Linked DNA regions of Mus musculus: all the other regions are linked to region 1. The links are chromatin contacts, called in public Hi-C and promoter capture Hi-C maps. All regions are on one chromosome and are shown on one strand. The core of a region is the stretch at or near the end of the contact, and the rest is flanking DNA. Distances in the headings are between cores, read along the strand shown. Region 1 holds the start of 4931428F04Rik (RIKEN cDNA 4931428F04 gene). Region 2 holds the start of Ces3a (carboxylesterase 3A). Region 3 holds the start of Ces3b (carboxylesterase 3B). Region 4 has its middle 20 kb from the start of Ces3b. Region 5 holds the start of Ces4a (carboxylesterase 4A).

Region 1 (2,675 bases), core at 74-2,573:
TACTGCAGCTAGCTCACTGTCTGCATGGCAGATCTGAAGGCTTTATCTGGGTTTTCCTTTCTATAATGTGCAACTGTGCTTCCAGAACCCAGAACAGTCCCTGATCCAGCACTGTAATCCACTGTGATCCATGGATGAACCTGAGTCCTTGTAAGAACTAAATCATGGAGCTGGAGAGACTTGCTGCTCTCCCTGAGAACCCAAATCCAGTTCCTAGTGTCCACGCAGGCTAACTCCAGCTGCAGGAGACCCAAGGCCCTCTTCTGGCCTCCACGGGCACATGCATATACCCATACCCAGAAATAATAAAAATAGACCTCTAAAGCAAAAATACTATAATCATTCCTTTCGCAAACTTAGATACCCTGTTTAGACTCCCCCCACCCCCACCCCGGCATCCTCCTCCTTCTCGGAGTCTTCCTCCACCTTACCTAGTGATCGGCTGCTTAAAAAATGACTTCTAGTCTCAGATCTCATTCACCCTCAAACTGTATACTTTTCTGGATGTCTACTGACCACTATATGGGCCAGTTCTTCCATTTTCCCTTCGTTCATTCCACCTACCTCCACGTAATTACCAGAATTCACCTGTTTCTTTCACGTCTCAGGTTCTTCTGCCAAGAATTCTTTTGCCAATGTGTCCCTGGAGCAACCTCTTAACCATTTTTTTCAGGGCCCGGTTTAGGCCTCACTTTCTCTGGGAAGCCTTCCCGATGTGTAAAGGGTCCCAGGGTCTTGATGGCTTCTTGACAGCCCTAGGCTGTCATGGCTGGAGGCTAGATCCATATTTCCCCACCGTGCCCTGAACTCCCCGAGGTCAGGAAGGGTCTGATTCACCCTCTCGTCCCACGCACTCACTAGTTGCAGAATGAATGAATTCAGGGTGAGGCTGGAGTCCCTGACTGCTGAAGGCGGGGTCTGGTGACAAATGAGAGGGTGTGGCCCACACCAATAAGAACCCCTGGAAAGAGATAACGTGGGAAAACAACCAATAGGAACCAAGAGCTCTGGGAGGGCGTGCCCTGAAGACAAATAAAGGGCGTGAGACAGGGTGAAGGGCGTGCCCAATGGAGGGCGGAGCTAGGAGACAATGGACTTGGGGGAATTCCCTGGTAAATCAAGAAGGGTGAAGTCTTAGTCATATTTAGTCTCGGTTTTTGGAGTGGGGTAGGGGTTCGGTCCGCGTGCCGCGCCCCCACCTGATCACGCCTCTTTTGCTGCCCGCAGTTCCTGCTCCTCAAAGCCGATCGCTGGCCGCCGAGACCATGGAAGCCCGCGCCAAAGACACGCGCACTCGGGCGCGCGCACGCTCACACGAAGACGCAAGGGCCACGTCCGTCTCCGCCGTAGGGGGCGTGCTTAAGCTCGCTGTGGGCGGAGCCAAACGTGCGAAGAGGGGCGGGATTCGCTGCCACCCTGCGCCCCTGGACCGCGTCTGGTCCTAGACTTCCCCCTCTTCAAACTTCCGCGCTTCTAAAGCGACTGGCGAGGGCGATGAAACCATTTACTGCTTGCCGGTAGTAGATACATAGGAAGTGAGTACTCCACGGGAGCCCAGGGTTCGGGGCACGCAGTCCACAAAGAGAGCAGATGTCTGCATAGGTGAGATGCTGCCAGAATACTAGGATTCAGCCAGGATTATAGATGTACCACTGTGCACGGACCCCTAATTGCACTGTTGCTTTCACCGGCGCGCCCCCAACACATAGATTCAGACGTGTCGTAGACGTGGCTTTATTACGCAAACAGATGGGTGTCAGGAGCAGGGACCTGAAGGGAGGCAGGAGGACAGGGAGGGCGTAGGCGTCGGTACCAGGCTGAAGAGCGCCCGGCGGCCAGTGGACGGTGAGGGCGGTGGACCCGCCTGCAGCGAACTGAGTGCTGCCTGACGATGCTCTCGGGACACGTCTCCGCGCAGGTCCAAGAGGGCAGAGACGTGATCCTCGCTGCAGGAATACCACCACGTGCGTCAGCCCAGCCCTCCCTCGTCCTCCTGGGCCGTTCCTCCCCTGTCCCCTTCCTCGCACCTCACGTCGGGAAATTGCTGCCTCAAGCCTGCCACCTCGAGGCCAAGCAGTGTGGGGTCGTGGAGGTTGAGCAGTTCCCTCAGCGCGAGCAGGACGGGCGCGCAGTGAGCGCTCTCTTCCAGGCCCTGAACACATGGGAACAGGGTTTCCAGCGGGCCCTCGGCTCCCACCCAACTACAGAGATCCTCGACTGTCTGCCCTCCCAATGAGCTCTCACCAAACCAAGGAAAAGCTCTTTGAGCTGGGCAGCATCCTGCCGAAGTCGCTCAGCCGCCTGGCTCCGCTCGTCCGTACCGCGGCACACTAGGCGGCCCTGCATCAGAGCCCTTAGGTATTGTAACACCACGGTTCGTTCCGCCTCTGCCAGCAGCAGCTGCAGGACAGTAATCAGTTTGAATATAGGGTCCCACCAGCACAACCCCTTCCCCAGCTTTCCTCTCCTCGCCCTACCTGAACACCAGGCTTCCGTACGCGCCAGAAGTCCTGGCAGAAGTGCGACGTCTGCTCACACACACCATCTAGCAACTCAGAACTCAATAGCCACCGGCGCGAGGGCAGAGCGGAGAACAGGGGCTAGGGAAAGCATAGCACAGACAGGGCTAGGGAAATGATCCGGATCCCGTAGAGGCCACCATAAATAGACCGTGT
Region 2 (2,675 bases), core at 57-2,556, 240 kb before region 1:
GCCCCTCCTACAATAATAGTCAAAAGACTATTCTCTATTTTAAAGACCAGGCTGGGATTCCTTCTACAAGTTCACCTCCAGCTCCCAACCTCCTCGTGACACACTGAGCAGTTTCTGTGGTTGTGATCCAGCAGGCTTAGGCCACACTTCCACCCTCAGCATACCTTCATTGTGGGCATAAGGTACCAGGACTATGTGCATTCAGAATACAAATAAGGGGTCTTGAAGCTTGTTAGATTTTGACAGAAGTTTGCTGCAGGTTCAGAGTTGCTTCCGGGGGTCTCCCAATGGGGTAATGCCTAAATGGAACCAGAATGGTTACTTGAGGACCTTATAAAGGTCGGGGAAACAGCAAGATGCTTCCTAGGCTTGAAAAGTTGCAGACCCCAATATATAAGTCTATGAAAAATGCTAACATGTAACAGCAATGCAGTAGGCCTTGGGACATCCCTCATCACAGATATGTGGATGCTGGGCTTAGAGACTTAGAGATGTCTCCGTGCTTCTGGGCTTCAGTCTTTCTTGGAATGATTGCTCTTTTCTGCTTGCTCTGTCCTCCTTCAGAGAATAGGACCTTATCTTGACTTGGGCCAGTCATTGGGCCATCTCTGTTCCATCTTTATTCCTGAGCATCTCATAAGTGGGACAAATTGTGTCCCTTCACTAGAAATCCTGCCTGGCTACAGGAAGTGGCCACTTCAGTCTCCATATCCGCAGATGCTCAGAGTCTCAGCTAGGGTCACCCCCATAGACTCCCAGGATCCTCCTCACCCATTCCCAGTTCTCAAACTAGTCCCAGAATGCCCCAACATATTTCCATTCTCATGCCCAGCCCTCTCCCTCACCCCTTCACACACCTGCTCCCTTTCCCCACCCCCCTCCTCGGCCTCTCTCACAGTTTCCTCCCTTCATTAACCAAGCTCAGAGTCTATCTAACATGCAGTGCAGCTACAGTCCTAAGAGTGAAGCACCATGGCAAGCAAGAGTTGAAAATTATCTATGGAGGAGGGAAGATGGTGTGAGGAGAGGGTGTTAAATCATCAGACCTCTCCAGAAGACACTGCTGATCTGAGAGCAGGCAGAACACACTTGTATTTCTTGCACTGAGAAAGTAGAGGCAGGAGGATCAGGGGATAAAGGACAGTCTCCTCCATCAGGCACTTTCAAGGCCAGGCTGAACCTGTCTCAAAAACAAAAAAAATAAGAATACACAATTTCAGAGCTGGCCTCCAACCAATCAGGGCAGACCAAGTTAATTTTCACAAGATAAGAGGTTCAATAAAAGGCAAGTCCTCTCCAGCTTTCCACAGCTTTGTCCACAGTCCATTATGACAAATATGGAGACAACGGCACAAGCTGGGTCCAGTGTCCGAGTCTGGATGGCCTGTCTGCTCCTGATATTTCCTACCACTGTCATTGGTAAGACATACTCCCTGAACGAGTGAAGTGGGGTTTCTGGCTCTGTGGCAAACCTGAGGAAGGAGGAGACTGGAGTGAGGCAGTAAGAGTGAACACCCTTCTCTGAGAAGGTGCCCAAAATAGAAGAGTACAGGTGTGGTATATCCCGACTGGGCAGAGTCATTATTATCTGAATGATCTATTTTTTTTAAAGACTGAACTCAGGAGTTTAACATATGAAGAAAGCTCCAACACTAAGCTATATCCTCACTCTTACCTTTATGTTTTAATCAGTCATGGTAAAATGAAAAAGAATGTCATAAATGAAGCCTACTTACAGATCACTGAAAAATTGGGGATACAAATAACCCCATGAGGACATAGAGGGGAGGCACAAGATGACTGAACAAGTAGTGGGAAATGGGGAGAGAATACTCTCTTCTTCTTCTTCTTCTTCTTCTTCTTCTTCTTCTTCTTCTTCTTCTTCTTCTTCTTCTTCTTCTGCTTCTGCTTCTGCTTCTGCTTCTGCTTCTGCTTCTGCTTCTTCCTCTTCCTCTTCCTCTTCCTCTTCTTCTTCTTCTTCGGCTTCGACTTTGGCTTCATCGTCATCATCCACCTCGACCTACTCATCCTCCTCCACATCCTCCTCCTCCTGCTCCATACTCCTGCTCCTCCTCCTCTTCTTGCTTTCACAAGTGGGCAAGAATAAGCAATGCAGGCTAAGCAGATTGGTTGACTACCACACCTTAGTTAACATGTGAGTAACTGAGGTTCAAGCTGGGAGCAAGTCTGATTCAGACTAGAGATTGGGACACAAGGTAAGGTAGAGGAAGTCAGGGATAATCATGGAGAGAGGAGCCAAGCCTGCTAGCCACACACTTGTATTTCTTGCACTGAGAAGGTAGAGGCAGGAGGATCAGGGGATAAAGGACAGTCTCCTCCATCAGGCACTTTCAAGGCCAGGCTGAACCTGTCTCAAAAAACAAAAAAATAAGAATCATGAAGGTAGCCACTTGTTGAAGAGCCTAGCCATAATGCTGGGTGGAGAGTATTCAGAATAGAACCCAACAAATAGATGCTGGAGGAGCAAGTCTTCCTTCATTTTAAAAGTCCATTATTTCCCCCACCCCTTCATGGAGACTGTAAACTCAGCACCCAATGACCCTTCTCTCCCTTTCTCAGGACCCAAAGTCACTCAGCCTGAAGTGGATACCCCCCTGGGTCGTGTTCGAGGCCGGCAGGTGGGTGTGAAGGACACAGACCGCATGGTAAATGTC
Region 3 (2,675 bases), core at 93-2,592, 210 kb before region 1:
TTTTTTAAAAAAGTGAAAACCCATGCATACATATTCTGTTTAGGACAATTGGAAGGATGTTTTGTAGACATCTCAGAACACCTGAAGGATGCCCCTCCTATAATAATGGTCAAAAGACTATTCTCTGTTTTAAAGACCAGGCTGGGATTCCTTCTACAAGATCACCTCAAGATGCCAACATCCTAGTGACACACTGAGCAGCTTCTGTGGTTGTGATCCAGCAGGCTTAGGCCACACTTCCACCCTCAGCATACCTTCATTGTGGGCATAAGGTACCAGGACTATGTGCATTCAGAAGGCAAATAAGGGGTCTTGGAAGCTTGTTAGATTTTGACAGAAGTTTGCTGCAGGTTCAGAGTTGCTTCCGGGGGTCTCCCAATGGGATAATGCCTAAATGGAACCAGAATGGTTACTTGAGGACCTTATAAAGGTCGGGGAAACATCAAGATGCTTCCTAGGCTTGTAAAGTTGCAGACCTCTATATATAAGTCTATGAAAAATGTTAACATGTAGCCGCAATGCAGTAGGTCTTGGGACATCCCTTATTACAGAGTATGTGGATGCTGGGCTTAGAGACTTAGAGATGTCTCCTTGCCTCTGGGTTTCAGTCTTTCTTGGAATGATTGCTCTTTTCTGCTTGCCCAGTCCTCCTTCATAGAATAGGACCTTATCTTGACTTGGGCCAGTCATTGGGCCATTTCTGCTCCATTTTTATCCCAGCACATCTCATAGCCAAGACAAATTGTGGCTCAAAGATTTCATGGGTGAGTTGATATCCCCTTCCCTTCACTGGAAGTCCTGCCTGGCTACAGGAGGTGGCCACTTCAGTCTCCATATCCCCAGGTGCTCAGAGTCTCAGCTAGGGTCATCTCCATAGACTCCCAGGAGCCTCCTCACCCATTCCCAGTTCTCCAGCAAGTCCCAGATTTGCCCGCCCCCATTTCCATTCTCACTCCCAGCCCTTTCCCAATTCCCAAACCTGATCCCTATCCCTATTCCCCTCCTCAACTCTGTCCAACCCAGTTCCCTCGCTCCATTCACTAAGCTCAGAGTCTGACTGACATGCAATTCAGCCACTGCAGTTGTAAGAGTGACACACCATGCCAGGCAAGAGTAGAATCATCCACAGAGGAGGGGTGGTGGTGGTGGGAGTGGGGGTAGTGGGTGGGGTGAGGGTGTTAAATAGTCAGACCTCTCCAGAAGACTCTGCTGGTCCTGCTCTGAGAACAGGCAGAGCGTAGAATACACAATTCCAGAGCTGGCCTCCAACCAATCGGGCAGACCAAGTTAATTTTCACAAGATAAGAGGTACTATAAAAGGCAAGTCCTCCCAGCTTTCCACAGCTTCGTCCACAGTCCGTTATGACAAATATGAGGACAATGATACCAGCTGGGTCCAGTGTCCTAGTCTGGGTGACCTGTCTGCTCCTGGCATTTGTTACCACAGTCACTGGTAAGACATACTCCCTGAACCAGTGAAGTGGGGCTTCCAGCTCCGTGGGAAACCTGAGGAAGGGGGGACTGGAGTGAGGCAGTAAGAGTGATCAGCCTTCTCTGAGAAGCTGCCCAAAATAGAAGAGTGCAGGCGTGGTATGTCCCGACTGGGCAGGGTCATTATTATCTATATGATCTTTTTATTTATTTATTAGAGACTGAACTCAAGGCCTTAACATACGAAACAAGCTCCAACACTAAGCTGTATCCTCACTCTTACTTTTATGTTTTACTGTTTTAATCAGTCATAGTAAATCAAACAAGAGCGTCACAAAGGAAGCTTACTTACAGATCCCTGAAAAATTTGGGATACAAATAGCCCCATGAGGCCATACAGGGGAGCCACCAGATGACAGAACAAGTAGTGGAAAACTGGGTGAGACTCCTTCTTCTTCTTCTTCTTCTTCTTCTTCTTCTTCTTCTTCTTCTTCTTCTTCTTCTTCTTCTTCTTCTTCTTCTTCTTCTTCTTCCCCCTCCCCCTCCCCCTCCCCCTTCTCCTTCTCCTTCTTTTCTCCTCCTCCTCTACTTCATCTTCTTCTTCTTGCTTTCACAAGTGGACAAAAATAAGCAATGCAGGCTAAGCAGACTGGCTGACTATCACACCTTATTTAACATGTAACTGAGGTTCAAGCTGGGAATAAGTCTGATTCAGACTAGAGATTGGAACACAAAATAAGGAAGAGGAAGTCAGGGACAATCATGGAGAGAGGAGTCATGCGTGCTAGCCACACACTTGTAATCCTCACACTGAGCAGGTAGAGGCAGGAGAATCAGGGGTTAAAGGCCAGTCTCCTCTATTCAGCACTTTCAAGGCCAGGCTGAACCTGTCTCAAAAACAAAAACAAAATAATAATCATGAAGGTATCCACCTGCTGGAGAGCCTAGCCCTGATGCTGGGTGGAGAGTATTCAGAGTAGAACCCAACAAATAGACGCTGGAGGAGCAAGTCTTCCTTCATTTTAAAAGTCCATTATTTCCCCCATCCCTTCATGGAGGCTGTAGACTCACCACCCAATGACCCTTCTCTCCCTGTCTCAGGACCCAAAGTCATTCAGCCTGAAGTGGATACCCCCCTGGGTCGTGTTCGAGGCCGGCAGGTGGGTGTGAAGGACACAGACCGCATGGTAAATGTCTTCCTGGGCATCCCCTTTGCTCAAGCACCAGTGGGACCTCTTCGGTTC
Region 4 (2,675 bases), core at 115-2,614, 190 kb before region 1:
GGAGCTTGGAATCCTCTAAGAATGCAGTAAGGAAGTTACCTATTCAGTAACTAATTAAGCATTACAAAAGACGGAGCCAGCAGCTCAGAGATGGTCTGCAAAGTATTTACTAAGGACAGTAGCAAATCTCACCCAAACAAGGGAATACCATAATAGAGCCTGGGAATCCCACTGAGATAGAAATCTTCAGTACAGGCTATATTGCATATTAGAAGCAAGTTGGTGAATTCTTCTGACAAATGGAGATTCTTCAGATACTTAAAAGTTACACTCATATAAGAATTTACTAAGGCCTAGGAAATAGGGGGGTGTGGTATTGCATTAGCAAAACCCCCTGGTGCTAGCTTTCACAAGGCTCAAAGGAATAACACTAGAGTGTGAAATCCTTACCTGTCATTAAGCTGACTCTAGGTAGGACTGCTTTTTCTTTACTGTAAACATTTACCTGGTTCCTGTAAATCCTTTGAAGTCATTCCTTTGTTTTGTGTCAGGCGACTTCAATGTACTTTGCCTGCTGTGACTTCCTACCCCTTTTATTTTCTGTACTATATAAGACTGGTGTTCACTTTGTGACAATACATTCAGATTCTACACAATCTCGCGTGTTGGTCTGTCTGTCACCCGCCGACTCCTTGCCCATCTGCACCCAGAAACCTGTTCAATGCAGACAGAGGGACCCAGAGGGTCTGCGGCATAACCTGAATGAAGGATATCTCCAGTAGGAGCCAGAGAGGAAGTAGGATGTCTCTCAATTTCCTCCTGTCCCTAGGAGAGCTCTGAAATAACTTATATGCATTTTCCTTCTCTTTTGCTAATTCATCCCACTCAAGGTCTGTTTAGCTTGCTCAAGGCTAGGGAAGCTTGAAACCAAAACATATGCCTTGTCTCTCTATCTTTTTATAAACACAACAGTTGTTTGTTTGGGTTTTTTGTTTTGATTGTTTGTATGTAATTGGGACAGGGTTTCTCTGTGTGGCCATGGTTGCCCTAGAACTCACTCTGTAGACCAGGCTGGCCTCAAACTCCACCTGCTTCTTCCCCCCAGCACCCTCACCCCAACAAGTGACTAGTTTGTTTTTGTTGTTGTTGTTGTTCAAGTTTTTTGCAGTGTAGGTAAACAAGTCCTCTGCTTAATACTTAGGCAAATTCTTTGTGGTCTTTATAGTTGCTCATTTGTTCCACTTGTAATGTGATGTAGTCCTATACTGTCTTCCATGAGCATTTGAAAGATGATCATCCATAAAGCACCTAGATCAGCACCCAGCAAAAGCTCGGCAAATGTTCACTGTCCTCTCTACAGGCACGAATTCCAGGGATCTCTCATTTCCAGTTAATGATTACTGAACTGAGTCAATTAGAGTCGTCACAATTTTAGTATGCTTAGTAGAATGGGCGTCTTCTACCAAGAAATAATTTGGAGTTTATAGCAGGCCAAAGATGCCCACGATGATGCTCTGAATGGCTGATTGATTGTTCTATGGGAGTCCCTGCTCTTCTTGGGGAACTGAAGCTGTCACTGTTGTACAATCTCCTTCCCTAATGTGATTGTAGCCCCCTTGTTCACCCACCTTGGCATTTTAACCTACTACAAACCATCTCTACACTCATTTCTGTACCACTTTATCTAGTTCCTAAGACCACAACAAGGACAAGATGAGGCTCTGAAAGGGACATTAATCCTGCTACTTGGAGATAGCATCAATCTCCTTCCTCTTCCTTGCCCTGGCTCACAGGTGTCCCTTCCCATTGATCCTCTATCTCTTAGGCCTTTGGTTTCTCTTGCCCTTTGGATCCTCTTCTCAGGTAGTATTGCCCCCTCACAAGGTTCTAAGCTGCCCCCTGTCGGAACTTGGTCAAAAGAATGAGACATGGTAAACAACGAGTTGGGAAACTGAGAGACACTCCAGGAGATAAGGCAGAGGACCTTCGACCTGGTACATTTTGTTCCCTGGATTGTTCTTGGATAAACCTTTACTTTCAACTCATAAAACACACTTATTTTTGCTGGATGTCAGAACATAGCTATAAAACCCAATCACCTCAATGTACTCTGAATCTGGATATGGCCTTCTGCCTTGATTTCATGCTTTCCCACATGTAATCTATAATATGAGCCAGGCAATTGTATTTCAATTGGTCTGTTCTAAAAAAGTTCTAAGAAAGTGCTCCTCTGTTGAAATTTCATGTGTGCTTACTGGCAATAATTTACGTGTTTTTCTGGTCATGTTTGTCTGAACTCAAGCAATCTTATTTGGATCATTGCTTTCTTTTGTTACATTTGCATATAAAAGCACACTGAAACTAAAGTAAGGTTGTCTACAGCATCAGACAGTATGTAGTCTGCTTCATTTTTTCAAGGTTCTCAGATGCCAGGTCCAGCAGATAAATTGCATAAATTGGCCAAAAATCAACACCCTTCTTTAATCCTGAGGACAATGCCCAGGATCCCAAGAAACATAGTTAATAAGAACACAGACTAGTTAGTAAGAGCCCAAGCTTGCTGACATCTGTCTCTTCTCCCAGGCCTCTGATGGGAGTCGACTCCTAGCAGAAAGTGGCTATCATCTCTGTAGCCATCTCGGGCTATTTACTTACAGGTGGTACTTTTCCACCCTGACAAGAGACTTGTTTTCCTAGAATGATGTTTTTTCAAGAAGCTCACCACAGCTGAACAC
Region 5 (2,675 bases), core at 50-2,549, 160 kb before region 1:
CAGAGGGCAAGCTCAGGTGTCAGTCAGTCTTCACTTTAAACCTGGTTTAAGAGGGGCTCTTCATGCTGGCATCTGCTGCTGCGTACACTTTCTGAGCTAGTTCCCAAACTACCCAGATTCTCCTGTTTCTGCCTCCCATCTCACTGTAAGAAGCACTGGGAGTGTAGACGCGTGCTACCGCGCCCAGATTTACACGGATTCTAAGAACTTAAACTCAGATTCCCTAAGCTTGTGTGGCAAGTACTTTACCTACTGAATCATCTCTCCGGGCTTCCCATAGGAATCATTCTTAAAGGAGTATAGGACAGAACAATATTGCCCATTATGGAGGGGCTTGTCCAGCCCAGAGCCTGATGCCAGCAAACGGGGTGCTGTAGCCTAACACTGTGAATGATGAGCAGACTGTAAGGAGATTGGTTAGATGCAACATACCAAATGGTTCCCATGTTGACCTTGCAGGCAATAACCCACCTTGAGCCTGTCTGAGGCCTTCCTTAGAGGACTATGGAGCCCAATCAATGGCGATTGGGCAGTGAACATCGTATTCCTGAGGAGAGAGGAAAAGCCACACGAATGGGTAAGGATTTCAATAAAGGACATTTCTGAGAACTCAGTGAATGGGCCTTGGAGAAAATGGTGTATATCCATCACGTGTCAGATCTACAGAGCTGGAGACTATAAGTCAGTAAGAAAGACATGCCCTTACCTTTCACCCTCCCAGCACAGAAACCCCTAGATACCCATTTCCTAAAGATATGCCAAGACTCTAGGACTCCCGCCTGATGTGTTAATAAACATGGACCCATCTCTTCCCATCCAGCCCCACACTTGCTACTATAAACACCAGGCTCCATCTCCCTTTTCTGTCCAATTCCACAAAGGTCAACCTTTATTCCCTGGGGAACCTTTCCTCACTCACTACCCTGGTCTCACTAAGTGAACCTTCTCATGGTTGCCTTTAGATCTAGACTCCAGTGGGAATGTAAGTATTCACCACACTGACTTCCTGTTCCTGACACAGTCTTACCCTCTATGATGATCCTGTCTGAGAAACCTGTGCAGAGGAGCACCTACAAGAATCTGCACAAAGCAAAGGCAATCAGAGAACCCAGCGCTCTTCAGTCCATGGGGAGCATGTCTGAGGGCTCCAGTCTTGGCTCCTACTCAATGGGTGAAGCTTGACTCGTACCTTCAAGCTGTTGCCAAATGAGCAAACTGGGCAGGGATTGCAGGCAAGCCAGTTTGGTTGAAGAGCCAAAACCATACAGTGTGACCTATCACCCCAAGGAGGAGGGACAAGGCTCCACAGCTGGCGAGAAGCTGGTCATAACTCCTCCAGCCCCAGCCTCTGATGATGGGAATCAAGAAGATAAAGGCAGAACTTTCTGGTGCTTCCACGCTGCGCTCAGAGCTCCCTTCTGACCCCAGAAGTGTAGGCATCACTGCAGCCCATGGCAGAAGCTGGCTGGAACATGAAGTGGATTCTGGGCTTGAGCCTCACCCTGTGCCTGGTAGTCCAGACAGCCTTAGGTAAGATAGTCACCTCTACTGGGGATCCCAGTCCTGGCTCAGCCACTTCTACACAGTGGGACTTAGACAAGATCTAGGCAGATGGAGGGCAATATTTCAAAGGTCTTGTGTGTTAGAAGTCTGAGCAAGTCATTTGTCCTCTGTGAGCCCCAAGACTGCTCTGCAAAGTGAGGACTGTGTCTCCTACCTCCTGGGATCAGCGAGGGACCTGAGAACATGACTTGCCCCTGTCCCTCCTTCTGGCCTTTCCCCACTCCTTCCTGCCTTTTTTCTCCTAAGCAGACGTCCACTTCCGCCTTCCTGTGCCATATATGGCCTCTATCTGTGCCTTTCTCCCCAGCATCCTTCTTTCTAAAATGAGTGTTATTCTCTGAACTGTGAAAAGAGCATAACACATTAACAACTGTTTATTGAGGTATTCACTACACATACAACAAGATGCACATATCTGAAAATATAGATGATGTGACCACCATTCTGACAAAAATCTAGAATATTTAGAATATTGCCAGGATTCTATGTGCCATTTTCCAGTCAACACCTCCAAAGTGACCACTCACTGTTCTGACCTCTATTGCAAATTTATTTTGCCTAAAAAATTACATCAGTTTTTTTTCTTCTGTTTTAGTTCTTCTTCTTCTTCTTCTTCTTCTTCTTCTTCTTCTTCTTCTTCTTCTTCTTCTTCTCCTTCTCCTTCTCCTTCTCCTTCTCCTTCTCCTTCTCCTTCTCCTTCTCCTTCTCCTTCTCCTTCTCCTTCTCCTTCTTCTTCTTCTTCTTCTTGATGATGATGATGTTGTTTTAGAGAAGCTTTGATAAAAACTGCTTTCTAGCATTTTGTGATATTACCTTCTTGTATATTTACACATAACTGTGGTATTAGCATGTGCACAATTTTAGTTTTAAGATGTTTTTAAAATTATACTTCTTGCCGGGCAGTGGTGGCACATGCCTGTAATCCTAGCACTTGGGAGGCAGAGGCAGGCAGATTTCTGGGTTTGAGGCCAGCCTGGTCTACAGAGTGAGTTCCAGAACAGCCAGGGCTATACAGAAAAACCCTGTCTCGAAAAAACAAAAACAAAAAAGAAAATTATACTTCTTGAGTGTGTATGTGCATGAGTTCGTGTACACTTGTGTACGTGTGTGCT

The links. Promoter capture Hi-C pulls out the DNA fragments that hold promoters and counts their contacts. Hi-C and Micro-C count contacts between places; a contact is called where the count stands out from the background.
Region 2: a contact with region 1 is called in a promoter capture Hi-C map of liver. The contact joins the promoter of Ces3a here to the promoter of 4931428F04Rik in region 1. A contact is called at or near these places in 2 of 39 promoter capture datasets (the C10 cell line and liver), 1 of 484 Hi-C or Micro-C datasets (B cells) and 1 of 9 other capture datasets (pancreatic islet).
Region 3: a promoter capture Hi-C map of liver shows a contact between it and region 1. The contact joins the promoter of Ces3b here to the promoter of 4931428F04Rik in region 1. A contact is called at or near these places in 10 of 39 promoter capture datasets (3T3-L1-derived adipocytes, the C10 cell line, the SN4741 cell line and 5 more), 8 of 484 Hi-C or Micro-C datasets (the BV-2 cell line, the C10 cell line, the C2C12 cell line and 4 more), 1 of 115 datasets of contacts at active chromatin or transcription factors (embryonic stem cells) and 1 of 9 other capture datasets (pancreatic islet).
Region 4: a promoter capture Hi-C map of embryonic stem cells shows a contact between it and region 1, with 2.9 times the contacts expected there. The contact joins the enhancer-like site here to the promoter of 4931428F04Rik in region 1. A contact is called at or near these places in 21 of 39 promoter capture datasets (the 3T3-L1 cell line, 3T3-L1-derived adipocytes, the C10 cell line and 12 more), 11 of 484 Hi-C or Micro-C datasets (B cells, the G1E-ER4 cell line, the HPC-7 cell line and 6 more) and 5 of 115 datasets of contacts at active chromatin or transcription factors (craniofacial prominence, embryonic stem cells, fetal liver and 2 more).
Region 5: a Hi-C map of embryonic stem cells shows a contact between it and region 1, with 2.6 times the contacts expected there. The contact joins the promoter of Ces4a here to the promoter of 4931428F04Rik in region 1. A contact is called at or near these places in 23 of 39 promoter capture datasets (the 3T3-L1 cell line, 3T3-L1-derived adipocytes, the C10 cell line and 13 more), 8 of 15 datasets of contacts at CTCF or cohesin (CD8 T cells, the G1E-ER4 cell line, embryonic stem cells and 3 more), 66 of 484 Hi-C or Micro-C datasets (the AML12 cell line, the AtT-20 cell line, B cells and 33 more), 19 of 115 datasets of contacts at active chromatin or transcription factors (the 230-238 cell line, the NIH/3T3 cell line, the SCID.adh cell line and 9 more) and 3 of 9 other capture datasets (adipose tissue, liver and pancreatic islet).

The regions. Positions count from the first base shown.
Region 1 is chr8:105,288,205-105,290,879 of GRCm38.p6, forward strand. 4931428F04Rik (RIKEN cDNA 4931428F04 gene) reads right to left here and starts at 1,324. Exons shown (of 8, transcript NM_028888.2): 1 at 1,200-1,324; 2 at 565-961. It overlaps Exoc3l (exocyst complex component 3-like), which reads right to left. Exons shown (of 14, transcript NM_177788.5): 11 at 2,478-2,600; 12 at 2,245-2,400; 13 at 2,028-2,152; 14 at 1,719-1,946. The coding sequence ends at 1,757.
Region 2 is chr8:105,047,293-105,049,967 of GRCm38.p6, forward strand. It overlaps Ces3a (carboxylesterase 3A), which reads left to right and starts at 1,307. Exons shown (of 13, transcript NM_198672.1): 1 at 1,307-1,419; 2 at 2,581-2,675. The coding sequence starts at 1,329.
Region 3 is chr8:105,082,413-105,085,087 of GRCm38.p6, forward strand. It overlaps Ces3b (carboxylesterase 3B), which reads left to right and starts at 1,343. Exons shown (of 13, transcript NM_144511.2): 1 at 1,343-1,453; 2 at 2,533-2,675. The coding sequence starts at 1,363.
Region 4 is chr8:105,102,532-105,105,206 of GRCm38.p6, forward strand. No RefSeq gene overlaps it. Among named protein-coding and RNA genes, the nearest start is that of Ces3b, 20 kb to the left of the region's middle. Within about 2 kb of position 1,365, at least 8 of the 459 cell types and tissues checked have an H3K27ac peak or open chromatin away from gene starts, as enhancers often do. A contact at or near this core is called in embryonic stem cells and liver, where this site is marked.
Region 5 is chr8:105,130,501-105,133,175 of GRCm38.p6, forward strand. Ces4a (carboxylesterase 4A) reads left to right here and starts at 1,300. Exons shown (of 14, transcript NM_146213.2): 1 at 1,300-1,530. The coding sequence starts at 1,452.